Regions from separate parts of the Arachis hypogaea genome. Here region 1 is linked to region 2. Evidence: chromatin contacts called from public Hi-C data. All regions are on one chromosome and are shown on one strand. The core of a region is the stretch at or near the end of the contact, and the rest is flanking DNA. Distances in the headings are between cores, read along the strand shown. Region 1 has its middle 20 kb from the start of LOC112730465. Region 2 holds the start of LOC112728106 (protein SCAR2).

Evidence for each region. Hi-C and Micro-C count contacts between places; a contact is called where the count stands out from the background.
Region 1: a contact with region 2 is called in a Hi-C map of an unstated tissue, with 2.2 times the contacts expected there. The contact joins the enhancer-like site here to the promoter of LOC112728106 in region 2. A contact is called at or near these places in 2 of 8 Hi-C or Micro-C datasets (leaf and an unstated tissue).

The regions. Positions count from the first base shown.
Region 1 is chr12:107,124,046-107,127,706 of arahy.Tifrunner.gnm2.J5K5, reverse strand. No RefSeq gene overlaps it. Among protein-coding and RNA genes, the nearest start is that of LOC112730465, 20 kb to the right of the region's middle. Within about 2 kb of position 1,971, at least 2 of the 3 cell types and tissues checked have open chromatin away from gene starts, as enhancers often do.
Region 2 is chr12:107,087,692-107,091,285 of arahy.Tifrunner.gnm2.J5K5, reverse strand. LOC112728106 (protein SCAR2) reads left to right here and starts at 2,207. Exons shown (of 9, transcript XM_025778095.3): 1 at 2,207-2,736. The coding sequence starts at 2,579.

The DNA of each region.
Region 1 (3,661 bases), core at 722-3,221, 37 kb before region 2:
GAGAAGAAGAGAGTTCTGTTTTGTGTTGTGTTTGTGTGTTTGAGTGTGGGAGACGATATGTTAGTGTAACGTTGAGGGAGGGGTTTTTTTTGGCATAAAACGACGTCGTTTTATGTCTTTTTGGCGCCACCCCACAAACGACGTCGTTTTGGGCTGCTAACGTGTCACCAACGACGCCAAGTCAGCTTTACGGTTGCGTCAGCTAGACGAGATTCACCGGAAGGACCACTATAAGTACCGGAGATCAACTTCAGGGACGATCTAGACAAATTTTTAAGTTCAGAGATTACTTTAAGTCTCGAGGATAACTTCAAGGACCACTTTGATGCTTACCTCGACAATGTCTCCGTGCTAACCAAGTAATCCAACCAAATGCAGTAGTGTGTCTCACATGAGGTACGGACCTTTGGCTTTTTTAAAAAATAATCAAATTATGAAACTTCTAATGCCTTGCCTCCAAACGACAATGCTACACATTATTCCTTATGGTTCTATCTTATCCTATCCCATTATATTAAAGAACTTGTAAATATATATGATATGAGAAATGGTCAAATATTGTTCTTGCTACATATGACTTTTGAGTGTAATTTTGCTGTAATTTAATAAATATTAAATTAATTTAATTATTAACTCATTCATCTATTTAAATAAATATTAGAAGTTCAAATTGATATAACAATTTATTGATCGTATTATAATTGTACAATTTTAATAATATTTTTTATTAAATTCATCTTTTTTTAATTTAAAATATTTTTAAATAATAAAAAAATATTACCATAATTTTAGCTCTCTTTTTAAGTATTACAAAAATTACATAAGTCCTAGTGGTGGATGTGCTCAACAGGATGATCGGGAAAGCAGTTAGGAATAGTCGGATATCTCCACTCTTAGTCGCTAGGAACAATATAGAGTTATCACACTTACAATTTGCTGATGACACTATATTGTTTTGTCCACCGAAGGAGGAAACACTGAGAAACTATAAGAGGCTTCTAAGGTGTTTTGAAATGATGTCTGCCTTGAACATTAACTTTGAGAAGTCTAATTTGATACCAGTGAACTGCAGCTCGGAGTGGGTGAATCGGATGTGCCAGCTACTAGGTTGTCAAGAGACAGCTCTACCGGTGAGATACCTTGGCATAAGCCTAGGAGCAAATCCGCGGTTGGTAAAAACTTGGAAGCCGGTCCTAGATAAGGTGGAAGAGAAACTCAGCTTGTGGAAAGCAAAGATCCTTAGTAAGGCTAGTAAGCTGGTACTTATTAAGTCGGTAATTAACAGCCTACCTATTTATTACCTGAGTTTGTACAATATGCCTAATGCGGTTGCACGAAGAATAATATCCTTGCAGGGGAGGTTCTTTTAGGGAAAGGATGATGGTCGACTTGATATGGCCCTTATGAAGTGGGAGCTGATTCAGTCACCAAAGAAGTTAGGAGGATTGGGGGTGGGTGATGCGGTGGTTCAGAATACAGCCTTACTATTTAAATGGTGGTGGCGGTTCTCGAAGAAAGACTGCCCTCTATGGAAGCAGACTTTATGCTCCTGCAATAACTTTTTAATTGTGCATTGAAATCATCTTCATATACCCAACACTTCATATTTTAAAAAACACAAAAGATGAAAAAAAGAAAAGAAAGGTGCATGGGGAATTTATCTTTTGTCACAATAGGAAATTCATTTCATTTTTTTTCGGTCAAATTGAAAAATAGTTTTTTAAAAAATAACTTTTGACGTTAACTGGTAAAAAATATTTATTTGGGTCTAAGATGTATCTTTGGCCCAAAATTTTTTATAAGCAAAGTTACAATATTTATTTGGCCCATAATATTTAATTTTGGATAAAAAGACTGTACTACGCCCAAATCACAAAATCTGTTTTTTTTTTAAATGAATCGCAACACTATTTTTTTCCGACACAAGTCACAACATCGTTTAATGCAGTGAGTTAGGTTAGGCCTATAAGAAACAGTAACTGAGACTGAAAAATATGGGCTTTTAGGTAATATTACTTCTCAATATCTAAAACCATGTACCAAAAAGAAAAAAAAAAAGAAAAGACAAGAGAGGAAAGCAAAATCCTTTGACCAGAACAGGATTTTAATGTTCTTTTTGAATTTTTGATTATGCAAAAGTAAAGTTTCCAAATTGATGATTTTGCTTAGTATCATGCATTAAAGAATACCATATCATAGAAAAATAAATAAACTATATTAAAAAAGAAAAAATTTTACGCTATTGAACTCATAGGCTAGTACTTGACTTTAACGTCCCAAGCAAAATTTTCACGTTCAAGAAGGTTGCAGAGAGTTTAGGATTTGAGGGTTTTTTTTTTTTTTAACAAAAGAATAAATTGAATTACAATACTTCACTTTCACATGTTTTATAAGATGTAAATACGAAATCGGTACTTAAAATATTTTAACGTTGATAAAATAGTATATAATCTTTGTTATTGACAAAATAACTCCTAAAATATTTTAAAATTTGACAAAAACACCCAAACGTAAAAACATGACGTCACATTGAACGGAAGCTGCTGATCTGATAATCGGAAGAGTTTCAGTGATGGCGACAGAAAGTTCCAATGGCATTTCTGACAAGGAGGAAAGCTTGCAGCTGCGACAATGATGTTTTCTTATCTAGTTCTCTCTCGGTCTCGCATCCTACATACCTCTCGTTTATCTTTCTCTTTTTCTCTCTAGCTTGAAGAAGAAGAAAAGATCCAGAGAGAAACAAAAAAGAGAAGAAGAAAAAGGAGAGAAGCGGGAAGAAGAGGGCGCCAACGGAGGGAGGATTGCTGCTCGCCGTCACCATCTTTATCACGGTTGCAGGGGAAGTAAGCTCGAAGAGTAGAGAGAGACACAAATTGTAAGAGGACATGGGCACGACGGAAAAGAGGAAGGAGGGAGCTGTCCCGTCATTGCTGTTGTGCACTATTACCGCCTCTGAAGTCAGTTAGAGCTGCCGCCTTCAACGCAATGAACATAACATGAGGAGAGAGAGTGAACTCGATCTTCTTCTCTTCTTCTTCTTTCTTTTGTTTCTCTCTCGATAACGCCATTGTCATAGCGGCAAGTTCTCCTTGTCAGAAACATCATCAGAGCTTTCTGTCATTATTACTGAAGTTCTTTCGATTGTTAGATTAGTATTTTTCGTTCAATGTGACGTCATGCTTTTATGTTTGGATGTTTCTGTTAAATTTTAAAATATTTCGAGTGTTATTTTGTTAATAATAAAGGTCAAATATCATTTTGTCAACAACAAAATCTTTCGAATACCAATGTATATAGTATTTATCTCTATTTTATAATTATTAGCAATAATTATTCAGTATTTAATAATTTATTATCCATGTATTCAATTTGACTATTGACAGCGACCATGGTTGCAAGAAGCTTTAATTGATTACTTCTAATATATCAAATGTATTAGCATACTCACTTTAGTGAATTTTAATTTTATTACAATCAACTTTTGTGTTCGATATTGTAAATTCAAGTGTTCATTCATATAATAAGGATATTTTTTTTTAAAAGGCAATGATATTTTATTTTGTACGAATTTTTTTGTTGAAAATAGCATGTGGCACTAATTAATAATGCATATGTATGTTGTGATGAAGAAAATTTTCAGCCGCAATATCAAGCAGTGTTA
Region 2 (3,594 bases), core at 958-3,457:
ATGACTTAAGGAGAGAAATCACAGAGAGCAAAAGCAGCTCTTTCTAATGAATTCAATATTTCAACACCCTTTTTCGCTGTGTTCAACTACCTCCATTACCACCCTTTTCAAAGTCTGCAAGACCATTCATACCTCTACTAAACCCACACCTCCATCATCCAATGAGGCCTCAAGCAAGATCACCTTATCATTTTCCGCTTCATTTTTCTTTCCACCTCCTTTGACGCTACTGTTTTATGTTACACCGCCATCTTCAATAGTGTTCTTAACCCCTTTTCTTTTCCTTTGAAATCCCCTAATCGGGGCCCACACCAAAATAAGTTATTTTTTTAACATTCTCTCAAATTTTATTTGCATGAAGGCATATGGATCTCTTTTTAATATGTGCACTTATTTTTTAGTGATTAAGGTCCGTTCAAGCATGTCCCTTTAGTGATTAAGACCCGTTCAAGCATGTCCAGATCCTGGAAAAAAAAAAATTACTTCATAGTTCGGCATTGAGGTGTGAGAGAGGGGAGGGATGAAAGGATGTAGGAGAGGTGGCGGAAGGTGGAAAAGGGAGAGAAAAAGAGTTGATGATGAGAGGAGAGTGGAGAGGGATGGCAATAAGAGCCCGAAGAAGAGTGTGGTGGAAAGGGACGAAACTGAGAAAAGGGAGGCAAAGGTGTAAAGTGTGGGGTCAAGAATAGTCACATCAGCATTAAACAGTTGAGTCATCACTGGAAATGAGTTTAGGGATTATTATGGTGCTCGAAACTCAATATGCAGGATCACTATAGTGAAATTAGAATTTTGAGGACTAAATTGGATAATTCTATAAATCTCAGGGACCATTATGGGATTTATTCCTCATTGGCCTTTAGTTGTGTAGCTTTGTTGTTTTTATAAGGTTTAATTACTCTGTCGGTCCCTATAATTTCATCAAATTTTCAATTAGGTCTTTATACTTTTTCTCTTTTCAATTGGGTTCCTATACTATATCAAATTTTGTTCCTAAGTCCCTACCGTAATAAAAATATTAGAATTAACGGAATATTCTGTTAAACTATACAGAATATTCAGTCAAGTGTTAGGCATATTCGTCTTGTTTAACGGAATATTCCATTAATTCTAACATTTTTGCCATGGTAAGGACTTAATTACAAAATCTGATATGGTATAGAAATTCAAAGAAAACAATATAAAGACCTAATTAAAAATTTAATAAAACTATAGAGATCCACATAATAATTAAACTTTTTTATAATATCAATTTAAATACCATTTTTTACAGGTGAATTTTACACAACCCTCCCTAAAATAACATGTAACTTACCCTTTATTATATGTTAATTTCTAATTGAAAGTTATTTTAATCGATAACTCTCTCTCTAATGGCTTTCACTCCTCCTCATTGTTTCATCGTCGTCGCGTCTCCCAAGTATCACTGCTTTATAGGGTGTCCTGTTCTCTCTATCATGCTGTCACCGTCTTCTAAAGCATCATCGTCGCTGTCGACACAAACAACGCCGATGTCCTCGCGCTAGAAGACAATATTAACACTATTATTGTTCCAATTTTACTTCTTCAAAATTGTGTATCATTACTTTAATATCAAAGTGTTTCAATTCTATACGATAGAATCAAGGAATTTTATATTGGTTTTAAAAAAAAAGCCTACACTTTAGTCTTGCAATTTTAGTATTTTATAATGATGCTCTATGATAGTTGAATGATAAATATTCATGAGTCATTATATATAATTGGATTGTAGCATCGATCATAGTCATCAGAACGATGGGCATAAAATAAAATTTTCGTTAAGGGTTGAGAAAATACAGAAACAGTGTGAGAGGTAAGGAGATCGCGAGGACAGCGACGCTTGTGTCGACGGCGACGGTGATGATTTGGAGGACGGTAAGACATGACAGAGTAAACAGGACATCCGACAAAACGGTGATGTTTTGGAGATGCGACAATGATGAAGAAATGAGGAAAAGTGAAAGCCATTACAAAAAGAGAGAGTTATATGTTATTAAAATAATTCTAATTAAAAATTAACACATAATAAAAAAATAAGTTACATGTTATTTTAGAAAAGATAGAATAGAATTCATCTTTTATAAAGAGGATCGGATAGAATTCACATTTTTTATACTGTATGTTGCATGAATTTATTGGAAAAAAAAAAAAAAACTATTTATTTAGTGTTGGCCTGTTGGGGTGTGAGGTCAGAGTTGGTGTTGGCACTTGGCAGTATTAGCATCCTTGAGTCTCTTCACGTCTGTCACACCCGCACCCACCTCCACCTTTTATCCTTCTTTTATTTCGTTTCATTTCACTTCCCAAAACAATAATTTATTATTATTATTATTATTATTATTATATAAATCCAAATCTCTCTCCTTTCCTCTTCTTCGTTTCTTCGTTCTCTCTCATCCATGGTGGAACGCAGAAGCAGAAGCAGAAACAGAGTCGCCGGAGCAACCGACAACATCGAACTAGCACCGCCACCACTGCAACAATCACTGTCATTGAATACCTAAGCTTTTCTAGCTGCCGCAGCAAAATTGCGGGAGAGTTCTAGAAGAAGAAGAAAATGCCGCTCTCCAAGTACCACATTCGGAACGAGTACGGCCTCGCGGATCCCGAGCTGTACCGCGCCGCCGACGTTCGGGACGATCCGGAAGCTCTCCTTGAGGCCGTCGCCATGGGCGGCCTCGTCGGTCTCCTCCGCCAGCTCGGCGACCTCGCCGAGTCAGCTCTCTCTCTCTCTCTCTCTGATTTTTCTGACTTTAGCTGATTTTATTTTAGCTTTTTTCGAAACTGCAATGCAATTAAAGTGGTTTTAGTAGTGGTTTCGGTGATTGCGGTACTGAGTTTGAAGAGAAAAAAAGATTAGAATTGAAGTTTGGTAGAATCACTTGGAGTTTGTGCTGCTGGATTGTGCTAGATTCGAATAGGTTTTTGTTTTTTAATTGCGTTTAGTTGAATGAGTGCGAAAAAGAAAAAGATTTTGTGCAATTTTCGAATTTGTGAGCGAGGCTTAGTTCAGCTAGGTTTTGTGATTTAATCTGAGATTTAATGGAATCTTCTAGTTACAGTTTTTGTCGGAGTGAGATTAATTTGCGTGTGGGTTTTGTGAATTTGATTGCGCTTATAGTTGAATAAGCGCAAGCCTTGAAAGGGAAAATGGTGAAATTGAAATTGAGTGTAGTTTAGAATTTTTCGAGTTTGTGCTGGCGTGAGCTAAATTCGGCGAGGTTTGTGGCTTTTCGGACCTGGAGGTGGTTATATATGGTTATTTTTTAACTACTGTCTTTCCTCTCTCTCTAATTTATGTGATTGCTTTTTTAATCTTTTTTTTTTGTTATTTTATTTATTTTTTGTTTGATTGTCGCCTTTCGATTGTGTTATTGTTGATTCTCCTTTACTGGTTCTAGCTCCTTGAGAATTGTGTGTACATATTGTATAGAATGGTGAAGGTGTTTGGTCATTTGGGTGAGTTTGTGTGGACATCAGTAGTTTCTATTTATTTTTACAATAGCTGATATGGATTTGTATCTGTTTAATACGATGAATTGACGATCATATATTTTAAACTTACCGAGTTCC